Regions from separate parts of the Sus scrofa genome. Here region 2 is linked to region 1. A link is a contact called in public Hi-C data. All regions are on one chromosome and are shown on one strand. The core of a region is the stretch at or near the end of the contact, and the rest is flanking DNA. Distances in the headings are between cores, read along the strand shown.

Region 1 (3,806 bases), core at 896-3,395:
GCTGTGTCTGTCACCTACACCACAGCTCATGGCAATGCTGGATCCTTAACCTGCTGAGTGAGGCCAGGGATCAAACCCGAAACCTCATGGTTCCTAGTCGGATTCGTTAACCACTGAGCCACGACGAGAACTCCCAGAGCCAGCTTCTGACAAGAGGAAGACACGGTAGCCAAACAAATAGTTTAATGCCGGGGGTATTAACAACAACATCAGTTATCCATGACTTGCCCAGGTACATTGGAACCTGAGCCAAAAAGAACAATCGGTAATAATGTTTCTGTCTCTTTAAAATTTTGGTTTTTTAGGGCCGCACCTGCGGCATAGGGAGGTTCCCAGGCTAGGGGTCCAATCGGAGCTGTAGCTGTTGGCCTATGCCACAGCCACAGCAACTAGGGATCTGAGCCAAGTCTGGGACCTACACCACAGTTCACTGCAACAGACAACACCGGATCCTTAACCTGCTGAGCAAGGCCAGGGATCGATCCCGAGTCCTCATAGACACTAGTCTGGTTCACTAACTGCTGAGCCACGATGGGAACTCCAACTTTTTGTGTTTTATTCATCATAGATTTTCCTGCATTTTGACTTTTTTAAATGTCTTATTAAAATAACTACTAGTCTTTTTTTTTTTTTTTTTGTCTTTTTGCTATTTCTTGGGCCGCTCCCGCGGCGTATGGAGGTTCCCAGGCTAGGGGTCCAATCGGAGCTGTAGCCACTGGCCTACACCAGAGCCACAGCAACGCGGGATCTGAGCCTCATCTGCAATCTACACCACAGCTCACGGCAACGCCGGATCGTTAACCCGCTGAGCAAGGGCAGGGATCGAACCCGCAACCTCATGGTTCCTAGTCGGATTCGTTCACCACTGCGCCACGACGGGAACTCCTAACTACTAATCTTGATTCGTTTTTTGGTGCTCCCTTTTGTCTGAGGTGAATGCCTCACTCACCGTACTTATTGCCAGGACTGTTACTAAAAACTGATGCAATAAGGAACAGCTTGCAAGTGTACAGTTTTTAATTTATTTTTATTTATTTTTTAAAGGGCATTAGTTATGTTGTTACAAAGGTAGATGAAAGATACAGATGTGTAGTGTGCCATTACCTGATCACCCTGGCATGAAGTCAAAAAGTAACTAAAATAAGCAAATCATTCAATAGCATGTTAAGTATTTTACTGAGCAATTCTTTAGGGATCAAAATAAAAAACCACGACTGGTTGACAGTGGCTGTTTCTGAGGATAGGCAACTTGAGCTTTTCATTACAAATCCTCCTACACTAGTTCTTTGATGACGACGATAATTGTGAAACAGAAAAGTCTGGATTCCAAGACCTGTGAACACACAGTTCTAAGTCTCACTCCAAGTCCACACCCACCCAGAAACGGTGGGTGGGGGGAAGCACCTGCAATTCCACACCCAGCTCCTCGCAGCCCTTGCCTCCGGCAGCAAAGATACCATTATCTTAACAAAAGACAGCTGGAGCCTCTCCCCGGTGCAACTTTGGACCCCGTCTTTTCCTTTTTTCCTCCAACCTTGGATAGTTTCGCGGAATCCTACGACCTCCCCCAGCAACTGCGCAAGGCCCACAGGCGCATCGCCCGCAGCCCTAGAGGTTCCGGCCACCGGCGTTTCCGGGGAGGCCTTTAGCGGACGGACCCCGAAGCGGCGGGGCGGGCAGGTCCCAAGGCGCAGGCGCAGTCCTCCTCCGACGCGGTGCCCCGCCCCTTCCCCGCCCGTCGCTAACCTGTCAGGGCGTCGGGGGGGCTTCACGTTGCCTCTTTCCGCCCAGCGTGATCACGTGACGGGTGAGGGGTTAGGTTACCGAGAGCTCCCGGCTTGTCCCCCCTCTGCAGTTTCTCGACCTTCTTCCGGGCACCCCCTTGCCCGGGGGCCGCTCTGAGGCTCCTCTCGCCGAGAGGCAGGGACTCACCCGCCCCGAGGCTCTCACTGGCGCCTCCTCCGCCTCGGCCGCGGCAGTCACGCGGCGCGGGAGAAAGGGCGGGCCCGGGCGGGCGGAGGCGAGCGGGGGCGGGGACTCGCGCCGTCCTGGGCGGCCCTTAGGGCTGGCGCCGCGCTGGAGGTGCAGATAACCCGCTGGTGCTGCCCTCGCTGCTGCTGTCTCCGCCGCCTCCCCGACCTCCGCTGCCTCTGCTGGCTGTCACCATGAACCAGGACCTACAGAAGGAGCGAGCCGCCGCCAGCTTCAACCCGGAGCTGCTCACACACGTCCTGGACGGCAGTCCAGAGAATACCCGGCGCCGCCGAGAGATCGGTGAGGACGGCGGGCCGGGCCTCCCTCCCCGCCCTTCCCGGAGCAAAGCTTGAGACTCCCACCGGGAGGAGTCAGAGCGGCTGTGAGGCGTAGGCCGCAACCTCCGGCTCAGCTTTAGGGGAACCGGGAAACCCCCTCCCCACACTTTTAGAGATGCTTGTGGCGGGGGAATCGCCCATCCTGAGAGGGGATCTGTACCCGTAAGTCCGAAACCTGCTGTGATCCGGGGAGCTGTAACAGAGCCTTGAATCTGTGTTTCTCTTGATACCCTATCATTCTTTTCCAGAAAACATGATTCTGAGTGACCCAGACCTGCAGCATGAGGACCTGAACTTCCTCAGTCGAAGCCAGCGTTACGAGGTGGCTGTTAAGAAGAGCGCCACCACGGTGAAGAAGATAAGGGAGTTTGGCCTCGCAGACCCAGATGAAATCCTGTGGTTTAAAAAGTAGGTATGCGGAGCTTTCCCGTGGAGGATCCGAGGTAACTAACCCGACTAGTATCCCTGAGGATGCAGGTTGGACCCCTGGCCTCCCTGAGTGGGTTAAGGATCAGGAGTTGCAGTGAGCTGTTGCAGGTCTGCAGCTGCTGCTCGAATTTGACCTCTAGCCTGGGAACTTCCATATGCAGCTGGTGTGGCGCTAAAAAGACAAAAAAGACCCCCCCCCCCAAAAAAAGGTACGTGTGTCTTAGTTTACATCAAGTGCCCAAGCCCAAACTAAAGCCACAATCTGTGGTGTCCTTTTTCTCTTGTTTGGCGTTTGAAGACTCAAATTGGCATATTTTCACACCACTTTAAAGTTGTAAGTATGAGAAATAAGGTTTCCGCTTACATTTAAGCCTTTTCAGTGGATGACATTTGTACAAAGCTTATAATGGAGATGCTGTAATAGGATTTCAAGAATCATACAAATTCTGTCCACGTGTGTCAATTTTGAGTGATTTAAATGCAGAATGACTTTGCTGTTTGTAAGAAGGAGGCCTGCTGAATCTAGAAGCTAAATTGGGAAGGAATTTTTTTTCTCAGCTGCAAAGACCAAACATTTAAATATTTTAGAGCAATAACAGATTGTATTTTCACATGATAGTGTAGCTCTTGAGTTTAATAATGGAAAATAGGGATGGATGAAAAAGAACTTGAGTCAAACCTCAGAATGGATATAAGGATTCAGCATTTTTTAATCTGGTAACGGTGTTTAAATGGCTCTTATGTGAGTGAATAGACACCTCATAAAACATGCCTTGGTCCTACTCTTGAAAACTGACCTTTTTTCAGACCATCTGCTTTTGGTTGTGTTTTTTTCATTAGAAAGAAAACACAAACTTTTTTTTGTTTGTCTTTAAACAGTATAATTATAGGAACCTAGTACAAGATTCCTTTGGCCTATAACATCTCTTAACAGTTTTTGTTTGTTCCTGTTTTAGGTTCCTACATATTAGGTTTTAGGTTTCTACATTTTAGAACTCCACTATTTTCATCAATAAAGAGCAAATGAGGAGTTCCCGTTGTGGCCCAGCGGTAATGAACCTGACT
Region 2 (3,806 bases), core at 688-3,187, 110 kb after region 1:
TTCAGATCCTTAACCACTGAGCGAGGCCAGGGATCGAACCTCATGGTTCCTAGTCGGATTCATTAACCACTGCGCCATGACGGGAACTCCGTTTAGCACTCTTTCCATATCAGCACAGAGAATTTGACCTCATTCTTTCTTTTTTGGCCCTACCCAGTGGCATGGAGAAGCTCCTGGGGCAAGGATCAAACCTGCACCACAGGGGAGTGCCCATCGTGGTTCAGTGGTTAAGGACTCCGTCTAGGAACCATGAGGTTGCAGGTTCCATCCCTGGCCTCGCTCACGGGTTCAGAATCTGGCGTTGCCGTGAGCTGTGAGGTAGGCCGGCTTCACCCCTAGCCTGGAACCTCCATGTGCCATGGGTGTGGCCCTAGGAAAAAAATAAAAGACAAACTTGTGGCACAGCAGTGACAATGTCTGATCCTCAGTCTGCTGCACCACCAGGGAACTCCTGACTTCATTCTTTCCACCACTGCTAAGATTGCATGTAGAGAAATTAACCTAACCTTTCAGGGCAGATTTTATCATGTCCATGATGCACTTCTTCCTTGCACGTATTCTGCAAGGTCCAACTTGGTTTTGCACAAGACCTCCAGGGGCTGGTCCCTGTTTCATAATATTTTCTAGTTTTTCATCCTTCACCTAGGGAATCTGACTCAAAAGGAAAATTAGGCAGGTGGATCCCACCGTGGGACACTATCTGTCAGGAAATCAGCTGTCTGCTTAAAATCCAACTCTGATCACTTAAGATTAAAGATGCACCAGCACTGCCAGGTGGGACACCCCCCTCCCACATTTCCCACAAAGATTCACCTCAGAGGTGGGGGAGTTTACACAACCACAGGGGCTCCCCCCCCGCCCCCCCCGAGGGGGTAGTAGTGCTGGGTCACGATGATCAGCCCTATTTTGTAAGCTCCCCGTCTTGCATTGTGCCCAGATCCATTCAGTTACTTGAATTCTGGTTTAAATCTTCTGGCCTGGAAAATGCTGGGGAGCCCAATTGCAAAGCCTGAACATTCTAGAGGGAGCAGCGCCACGCGAGGCCAGCTGTGGTGGAGGCGGCGGTGAGGTGTGGCCGCTGGACCCAGGTTCCTCTCCCAGCGCGGTGAGTCTCACCGCCCACCTCGGAGGGTGTGGCTTTGATTTCCTGGAAGAGAAGGCAGTTTTTCCGGATTCCCTTCTGCCAGTCAGCCAGCCCATCACATCCTGGAACAAAGACTGGGTCCTGCACTCATCTATATATCTCAGCGGTTACTTAAGTGGGTTGGGCTGCGGGGGAAGGAGGGACAAAGTCATGTAGAAAGCGTTCCCTAAACGTTTGTGGGGAGTCCCATCATGCCTCAGTGGTTGACAAGCCGAACTAGTGTCCATGAAGAGGCAGGTTCGATCCCCTGCCTCGCTCAGTGGTGGGGCTCTGTTGTTGCTGTGAGCTGTGGCGTAGGCCATCAGCTACAGCTCCACTTGGACCCCTAGCCTGGGAACCTCCATATGCCGCAGGTGCGGCCCTAAAAAATAAAAATAAGAAAATAAACATTCGTGGGCTGAAAGAAGGTGCCCCAGTAAACGGTCACCGCTGCACACAGCAGCCTTCACGTCCAGGGCCTTTATGACTAACTCCTCTGTGACTCGCGCAACTGTTTATTTCAGTCCTTTGGTCGACTGGGTGGAAGAGGGTGGGAAGTGCGCAAGCTGATGAGTTATGCAATTAGTGGAGTCAATCCACGCCTAGAGTCTGTGAGACTACAAGTTCCAGCATGCGTCCGTCCACTAGCCTAGGGAGAGGTCGAGGTGGGCGAGCAGTGCTTCTGGGAATTGTAGTCTCGAACTTGTTTGTGATGCAGGCGAAACTAGCGGGGAGGGGAGCGGGAGTAAACTATTAGCACGTGATGGCCGGATCAGGTGGTAGGGCCAACCTCCGCGCAAGAGCTGTGATTGGCTGACTCTAATACGAACGACGCCACTAGGGGCGGGGCCAAAGAAGGGCGCAAGCGCACTGCGTTTCGAGTCGAGTCTCGGGACCCTTTTCCGAGAGACCATGGCGCTCAACAAGAATCACTCGGAGGGCGGCGGAGTGATCGTCAACAACACCGAGAGGTGAAAACACTGCGCAAGGACCCTGGAGAACCGCAGGGCGGTTGTGGAGGGTGTAGGCGCTGGGCGGTCGACGGTGGGAAGTAAACCCGTGAAGACGGGACCTGACGGGGGGATGGGGGGTAACGGCTGGGGGCGGGGTGGAGGAAGGTGGGTGGGTCGTGAGGGAGCCGCCGGGGGTGTAGCGATCAGCTGTGGGTGAGGGTGGGGCGGCTGGACGGGGACCGGGTACGGAGAGACACATGGGGCCTGCGGGTAGTTCTTGAGCCCTTTTCCCAGAGTAGGTGACTTTAGAAATGGGGAGAGCCTTTGGCAAAAAATAATTACCATTTCGTGGGTATTTACTATGCTACTATGAGTCAGAGATGGCGCCTCTTTTACCTGCTTAAGTACATGAGCCCTGTTCGGCAGATGCTATTACTCTACGCATTTACATGCCGAGATAGTGAGGCACGGAGAGGTTAAGTAACTTGCCTGAAATCACAGAGCTGAAAGTACCAGGAGAGGAGTCTGATTCCAGAGTCAGTAGGCTTAACTGTCAGTATGTAGCCTTCCGGTATATTCCGGAACTGCTCAGTTTCCAGATAGGAAACCGAGGCCCAGAAGTGAAATTACGTAATTAATATTTGTCATATGTCGAAAACATTTTCTGTAAAGCTCTGTCTTTGCAGACAGACAGACAGGTTACTGATTTCCTGTTGGCTTGGATCACTCCCAGAGAGAGGTCTTCCACATCAAGGTTCTTCCTATCCATCCGCAGTCAGTTTTCTCTCTCCTTGGACGGCATTGAGAATGAGACCAGCCAGCTCTGGTTGAGCTAGGCTGACCCTAAAGCGCCTCTTGAAGGAGCAGAGGAATCTGAGCCCCCAGACGAGGTTTGGTGGGACCAGAGCCTATAGCTGGCTAAGGCAGTACCCAACCCAGAGCTGTCGCCTTGGAAAGCTTGATGAGTCAGAGGAGGTTCCTAGGGAGCCCCAGACCTCAGAATACTGACTTTTCCTCCATCTCACCTGCCCAGGGTCTGCCAGGTCCGACTCTTCCTGGCAATGACCTCTTTTCTCTGAGCTCTGCTGCTCTTTTCTGGTTCCAGTCCTTTTCCCCACTCACCTCTCCCCTGTGAAGGAAGCTGTGTCATCTGGGAGGGGAACGAAGACACACGGAGCCGTATGAACTTGAACCTCATTGTCTTGAAATCAGAGAAACCGCACATTGCTCCTGGTGTGTAGCCTCTCTGTGTGTGAGCCAGTCCCAGGCCTGGACAAACCCTTTTCATGCTCCTTGGGAACCTATCCCGGGACTGTTTCTTTCCCTCTCAGTGACACTTTTCTGGGACAATGTATTTATCCCGCTGGGCCTCCTCCCTGGCATAGGACTCAGTGCTGCTAAATAATGGTGTGCCTTGTTTTAGAGGATGCTTCATTTCCCAGAAAAAAGAAAAAGGAATTGTGGAAACAGTAATTGAACTATACATGCAGCATTTAAAATTTGATGTGTAGGAGTTCCTGTCGTGCTCAGTGGTTAACGAATCCGACTAGGAACCATGAGGTTGTGGGCTCAATTCCTGGCCTTGCTTAGTGGGTTGGGGATCCTGCGTTGCTGTGGCTCTGGCGTAGGCCAGTGGCTACAGCTCCGATTAGACCCCTAGCCTGGGAACCTCCATATGCCGTGGGAGCTGCCCTAGAAAGGCAAAAAGACAAAAAAATAAATAAATAAAT

The links. A called contact is a pair of places that touch in the nucleus more often than the background predicts.
Region 2: a Hi-C map of liver shows a contact between it and region 1, with 3 times the contacts expected there. The contact joins the promoter of WBP2 here to the promoter of ACOX1 in region 1. A contact is called at or near these places in 1 of 5 promoter capture datasets (liver), 3 of 47 Hi-C or Micro-C datasets (blood, liver and retroperitoneal adipose tissue) and 2 of 2 datasets of contacts at active chromatin or transcription factors (alveolar macrophages and skeletal muscle).

The regions. Positions count from the first base shown.
Region 1 is chr12:5,449,129-5,452,934 of Sscrofa11.1, forward strand. ACOX1 (acyl-CoA oxidase 1, palmitoyl) reads left to right here and starts at 2,146. Exons shown (of 14, transcript NM_001101028.1): 1 at 2,146-2,274; 2 at 2,561-2,720. The coding sequence starts at 2,166. It overlaps TEN1 (CST complex subunit TEN1), which reads right to left and starts at 2,012. Exons shown (of 4, transcript XM_003131187.4): 1 at 1,747-2,012.
Region 2 is chr12:5,563,175-5,566,980 of Sscrofa11.1, forward strand. WBP2 (WW domain-binding protein 2) reads left to right here and starts at 1,938. Exons shown (of 9, transcript XM_003131191.5): 1 at 1,938-2,094. The coding sequence starts at 2,036.